Linked DNA regions of Mus musculus: region 1 is linked to region 2. Evidence: chromatin contacts called from public HiChIP or PLAC-seq data. All regions are on one chromosome and are shown on one strand. Each heading gives the region's core, a stretch centred on a gene start, on an enhancer-like site or on the middle of the called end of the contact. The rest is flanking DNA. Distances are from core to core; before and after follow the strand shown.

Region 1 (3,078 bases), core at 345-2,844, 420 kb before region 2:
TCCTCACTACTTCAAGGCTGGGCTACAGAGTGATTTCTGGGCCAGCCAAGGCTACATAGTGAGACCCTGTCTTGAAAGAAAGGAAGAGGGAAAGAGAGAGAGAGAGAGAGAGAGAGAGAGAGAGAGAGAGAGAGAGAGAAAAAGATGATCTAAGTGATGGATGGCAATGAAGTCTCACCATGTGACAGATCTCATGGGGGCTGTTTACTGGGGAGGGGTTTATAGAGGCTGCCTCTGGGCGGGGGGTGGAGGGAAAAGGAGAACAAGAAAGGAGAGCTTGGCCTTTTAGAACGGGGTGTAGTGCCTGTGCATGGGGAGGATATGTGGCTCCTGGGGATATGTGGGCATCTTGGCAGCTGGTAATAACTATCCTGTTGTTGCTGGGTCCCTGGGGCAGACGATAGAGATGCCTGGCTGCTGAAAGGAAGAAAGAGAGAAGAGAAGAGAAGAGAAGAGAAGAGAAGAGAAGAGAAGAGAAGAGAAGAGAAGAGAAGAGAAGAGAAGAGAGGGGGAAGGTATGAAGGGAGGAAAGGGAGGGGAAGGGAGGGAAAGAGAATGCCTGTGCGTGTTGTGATGCATGTCTGTAAGAGCAACACTAAGGCCGGGCGTCTTGATGCACGCCTTTAATCCCAGCACTTGGGAGGCAGAGGCAGGCGGATTTCTGAGTTCAGGGCCAGCCTGGTCTACAGAGTGAGTTCCAGGACAGCCAGGGCTACACAGAGAAACCCTGTCTCGAGAAAAAAAAAAAAAAAAAAAAAAAAAAAAGAACAGCACTAAGAAGGCTAAGACAGGAAGATCTCCCCAGTTTAAGGCCAGCCTGGGCTATATGCTGCAGGTCAGCCTGGGCCTTACACTGCACACTCCTCCATCCCCACCATTCCTCACAGCTCCCTGCACGGAGCCTGGCCCTGACGAACTCACTCACCAGCAGGTATACAGACACTTGCAAGCCTCAGAGAGAGGCTTTCCCGATCTAGTCTAAGGAGCAGTGTAAGAAGGCAATCTGAAGCTTTAACCAGAATAGTTAAACAGCCTGTTCTTTGACTAAAGAACTAGTTAGTTAAAATTGAACAACCTGGTAACTCGCTTCAATCTCTCTGCCTCAGAAATACCATCTGGTTTCTGCCTCTGTTGTTCTCAAGGGAGGGAAAGGAGCCTGGAGGGCAGATTGCAGCCAGCAGCCAGCCTGAAGCACTTCAAAGCACCAGCCAGCTCCCAGCAAGCTCTAGGAAGCTCACTGACTCTTGGCCGAGGTGGAACAGGGAAGGAGAGGACCTTCAAGGGACCTGAAACTGTGGCACTCACAGCTACTGCCCAGTCATGGTGGCCCTGCAGTTAATGGTGGGGACCCTCATTTCCAAGTCTGCATTCTTGGGGATGTTTTCCCAAATGCCCTCTTGCCTATAATATAATTGTTCTATCCTCATCATAGAATCTTAGTAGGACATCAGGCAATCTAAGGACAGGACAGCCATGTCCAGTGTATGACAGTAATTACCTGCTGCTAGTAGCAGCAGCCAGGGACACTGTGGGGCCAGAGTGAGGCTTGGCCTGATGCCCTCCCTGATTTCAGGAAGCTTTGGTGTCAGGTGAGTCAGATTAATAAATACCTCCGAGTTTCCTCTAACAACAGTCTACCAACAGTCTCTAAACGTAGGTGCACTGAGTCAGATTAATAAATACCTTCCAGTTTCCCTCTAACAGTCTCTACAAGGGACACTTTAAGTGTATCAGTTCCAGGAGAATCATTTACAACCCTGTCCCACCCTATCTCACCTATCAGCTAAACAACTGCTAACCTGACAGTAAGTGTGATTGAGTCTGGCCTGGGCCGCAGAGAGGTTGTTGTCGAGGTTGTTGTCGGCTGGTGTTGTTAACAGAGCAAGGCAGGCAGAGCAGCTCTAGTGTCTGCTATTAAAACAAAATAAAATAAAATAAAATAAAATAAAACAAACAAACAAAAAACCAACTCTAAAGCAGGCTGGCCAGGTGGCTCAGCAGACGAAGGTGCTTGCTGCCGCGCCTGACAACTCGAGTTCGATCCCCAGGATTTTACATGGTAAGAGGGAACTGACTGCACAAAGTTACACTCTGCATGCAGATGCACGCATGCTCACGTGTATATATACGTGCACGAAGAGGCAAAAGCAGGAGAATCTGGAGTTTAAGGTCATCCTCAACTACACAGCAAGTTTTAAGCCAGCCTGAGCTATATGAGATCCTGCCTCACAAAACCAAAGAACCTATCCTGTAGGCCTCTTAAGGGGGTGGGAGAGGGGAGATGGCAGTTTTACCCTCGATATTCTGATGCCGCGTGCTCCAAGCGCCAGAAACGAGACCCTGCCTCCCCAAGATGGAAGGTGAGAGAGCTGATAGCCAAAGGCTGTCCTCCGAGGGAAGAGTCTGCACCCTCTGCAAGCTGGCGCACTGCACGTAAGGGTGTGGGGAGGATTTACGGCTGTCTAGACGCAGGTACAGCTTTCCTGAGTTCTACTTGGGAAGTAACTATTTTATCTCCACGGCACAGCATTGAGTACTGGGCACAACATGCCCACCTGCCTCTCTCATTAACTCTCACGCTTTCCTAGATGGGGGGTGGGTGGGGGTGGGGTTGCTACTTTGCCCAGATGTCTCAAACCCTGGGGTTCAAACAATCCTCCTGCCTCAGCCCCTCAAGTAGCTGAAACCACAGGTATGTGGCACCGTGTCCTGTTTATGACTCCTCTCATTAGAAAGAACGACAATACTAGTAATAGGAGTGTCCCGTTCTTTCTTTTCTGCTGTCCCCTCTCTTATCTATCAACACCCACTCACCAAGCACTGGCCCTACCAGGCACAAGTCTGGGCAGTGGAGAAAGGAGTCATGCCCAGAAGTAAATGCAAAGACAGTAACTGGACCTGTAAACAACATGGCTACAACTGAGGGCTGGAGAGACAGATGCTTAGCAAGAGCACTGGCTACTCTTGCAGAGGACCTAAGTTCCGTTCCCAGCACCCACATGGTGCCTCATAACCATCTGCAATTCCAGTTCCAGGGGGTCTGCAATGCCCTCTTCTGGCCTCCATGGGCCCCAGGTT
Region 2 (3,234 bases), core at 702-3,201:
TGCCCTGTCCAGATGAACCAACCAGGGCCAGGTTGGACGGCCAGTGGCAGATGCTGACTTCTATCCAGCTCTGACTTGGAGAGCTTTATCAAAAGAATGGGGTGGGATTAGAACATGGAGCTGTGACAGCATCCGGGGTGGAACAGAGTGGCCGCCTGTGTGCTAGCCACTGTCAGCAGTGGAAGTTGAAAGAGCTCCTTTTATCTGCCTGCACTGGTCAGGACATCACAGCCTCGGGGCCACACTGACGCAGTTACTCACACGACCCAACACTGGCTGGGTGACCGAGTTGGAAGGTAGATTTAAGTCAAGGTACTCCCCAGTTCCTGTATACTCACTGGCCATTCACAACCTGGGGCTCTTCTTACAAATAGACTCCTCAACACACGAAGGCCCAGGCCGAGCCCACTGGCAGTTTTGATTAGAGTGGTGTCGAGTTTGCAGGCAGGTTTTATAGGAACCTCAGGAGTCAGCTACGTACCTCATCCGTGTACTGGACATCATCCACAGCGTACTTCTCCTTGAAATACTCCTTGGAATGGATCCTGAAAAGAAAGCACAACGAAACCACAGTCAGGGCCTGGCAATGCCCAAGCCTGGTCACCTCCCGTCTACCAAATCCAGGCCATGAAGCTCTGGTTCATCCCTGCCACAGTGTGAGGACCCAGCACCAAGCAGGTATACCCAGCAGTTGATGGTAAAGGGTGTCCTGCCGCTGAACCGTCTCTGCCGCCCTGGGACCTCTGATTCAGTCCACCGTGTCCCTGGCTGCCTGCAGAAGTCCCAGCTTCCACTCTTCCCCTCCACATCGCCTTCGGGGCCATGGAATATGTGACTTCCCAGCTGCACCTCTTTAAAGGAAGGTTAATACGCGGATGCTTTAAAGAAGTCAAGAAGAATTTAAGCTGAGTCCTCAAACTTTAAAACAATTAGCCAAGGAGAAAGCAGGAGTAGATGAGGTGAGACAGCCCTCACCCAACTCTATGCTTTCCCTGGATTCAGCAGGCTGCAGTGCCACCCAGATGAATCAATGCTGTTGGGGGCAGTGGGCTCCCACATGGAAGAACAGTCACTACATGGAGGGGGGTGATGTCACCAGCCAAGTGCCACATCCAGTGAAGTGCATATATGCCACCTGCACTACTGCAAACCTGGTTGCATACCCACCCCTTCCCGTCCTACTGTTGTCTCACAGCATGTGCCCCATCCAACAGGTCTCAGTACAGCACAACAGATGGTCTCTACATTTACCAGGGACGTAAGGGATGTGTGGATGGCAGGCAGTATTCCTGGGAGTTCATCTGGGGATGAAACCAGGAGGCCCTCAGAGCTCCACGACCTATGTGCCACAGCACAGCACTGCTTGGGAACTAGGAGTCCATATATCAATCTCTTTCCACCTAAACAAGTAAAACTTGTTATCAGAGGTTCAGACTATAAGGACCAGGGGATGGGGAGGGTAGTGGACCCAGCAATGTGTGTGTGTGTGTGTGTGTGTGTGTGTGTGTGTGTGTGTGTGTGTGTCACAGCCCAGGTAGAAAGCCCACTTCAGGCTGAGAAGCTCTGATCTCACTGTGGTCTCATAGAATGCCCTCTTCTTTTCTTTCCTTTTTCCTCTCCTTCGACCTCTGAAAAACTCACTGGGCATCAAGCTCTTGCCGTTAATTAAATTTGCACAATTCAGTCACATTAGCTTCTGCCATGAGACAGGGCTCAAAAGTTAACTGGCCACGATCTGACACCTCTTAGCAAAAGGCCTCAAGAGCTGAGGCAGGAGGTGTCACTTCAACTGGGTTGTGGGAGTCCCAGGTGCAGACTGGGAAAGCAAGGGGTAGGGCCACCAGCAAGACAGCTGCTAGATTATCTTCATCACTCCCTCTCCAGCTGTGCCAGCTGTGCCAGTACAGCCCCGCCCTACCTCTGGCCCCAGTCACTTTGTCAACACCAGGACTGACAGGCATGAAAAGCAAACTCCTACCGATTGGGAAGCACAAAGATCTGACTCAGCCTCCAGGGCTCTGCACAGGAGGTCAGGCCAGCCACTGAAGTGGGGGCCCTAACCTTTTCATATCCACCACTATAGAGCACCAGGAGCCTCTTAAGAAGGAAGGCATAGCAAATATCTCCCTGTCCTTCTCTTCTGGAGTCTCACAAGTTAAGAGTCCATCAGAGATTTGCCAGACCGGAAGCCTGGTGAGGTCTCGAAGCGGTAAGCCCCAGGTTGAGAGCTTGATCCCATGGAGCCAGGGGAAGTGGCAGCAAAGGAGGTGATGGCAGTAAGCTGTGAACACTGGGTGTCCCTCCTGCGTGCTCACCTCAAACTCCCACATGGTGCTTACACAACGTACTTGGACATCACTGAGCAATGCCTTGAAATGCCTTGCTGAGCAATCTAAGAAAGGAGCTATTTATTTCTTGGGCTCTTGGTTCCAGAGGCTCAGTGTGGGGCTGCTTGGCTCCACTACTCCTCAGTGAATGCGGAGGCAGGGCAGTACGGTGGAGGGCATGCACAGCAAAGGCTGTTCCATTTGCAGTGGATGGACAGCTGCCAGCAGAGACGGAGGGCCCTGAGACAAGATGGCACTCCGAGGACACATCCCAGTGACCTATCTCCTCCAAAATCTTCTTTCCTAAAGCACCATCTGGTAGGAAAACCAAGCATTTAATATATGACCTTATGGGGGACAACTGTCATTCAAACTGTCTATGGATGGCAAGGTGGAGCAAAGAGAGGCTGGACCCCAGAAGAAGCCCAACAGGAAGAAGTGAGCACAAGTACTGCCCCCCCCCAGTACCCCTTGTACTTGCTCTCCTTACAGAGGCAGATGCCACAGTCTAGGCTGAGTGCAAACTGGGTCTTAATTTACCTCCCATGCATTGTCTTGCCAGGAATAACCACCAACATATAAAATACGAAGAGCTATGGTCATTTTGTCTGGTACTCTGCACATTACATTCTTAGGACAGAGATAATTATGTTTGAGCAGTACTTGCTTTTTCATGTTTGTGAGTTAACTACAGTAAAAATCATTTAGATATTACCTGGAGGGACATATGTGCCAGGCTGCATGATCAAACCAGCCATGGAACACTTGGCAGCCACAACTTGGTGGAGCTGATGGGAAAGGGGGTGACATGTCTACTGGTGGGAAGGGTCACTGGGAATCTCTGAATGCACTGAGGGGGTGTGGACAGGGCACAAAGTGGCTTCTTAGAGGATCTACACCTAGCTGA

What was found. HiChIP or PLAC-seq counts read pairs in DNA pulled down with a chosen protein or histone mark.
Region 1: a contact with region 2 is called in an HNF4G HiChIP or PLAC-seq map of pancreatic cancer cells. The contact joins two enhancer-like sites. A contact is called at or near these places in 1 of 115 datasets of contacts at active chromatin or transcription factors (pancreatic cancer cells) and 1 of 9 other capture datasets (adipose tissue).

The regions. Positions count from the first base shown.
Region 1 is chr7:35,354,162-35,357,239 of GRCm38.p6, reverse strand. The region is part of intron 2 of Rhpn2 (rhophilin, Rho GTPase binding protein 2); the gene reads right to left. It overlaps Gm51476 (a long non-coding RNA gene), which reads left to right. Exons shown (of 4, transcript XR_003946747.1): 4 at 1-35. Among named protein-coding and RNA genes, the nearest start is that of Gm51476, 7.4 kb to the left of the region's middle. Within about 2 kb of position 1,594, at least 34 of the 459 cell types and tissues checked have an H3K27ac peak or open chromatin away from gene starts, as enhancers often do. A contact at or near this core is called in pancreatic cancer cells, where this site is marked.
Region 2 is chr7:34,931,993-34,935,226 of GRCm38.p6, reverse strand. Pepd (peptidase D) reads right to left here. Exons shown (of 15, transcript NM_008820.2): 4 at 482-545. Among named protein-coding and RNA genes, the nearest start is that of Gm25922, 10 kb to the left of the region's middle. Within about 2 kb of position 1,951, at least 19 of the 459 cell types and tissues checked have an H3K27ac peak or open chromatin away from gene starts, as enhancers often do. A contact at or near this core is called in pancreatic cancer cells, where this site is marked.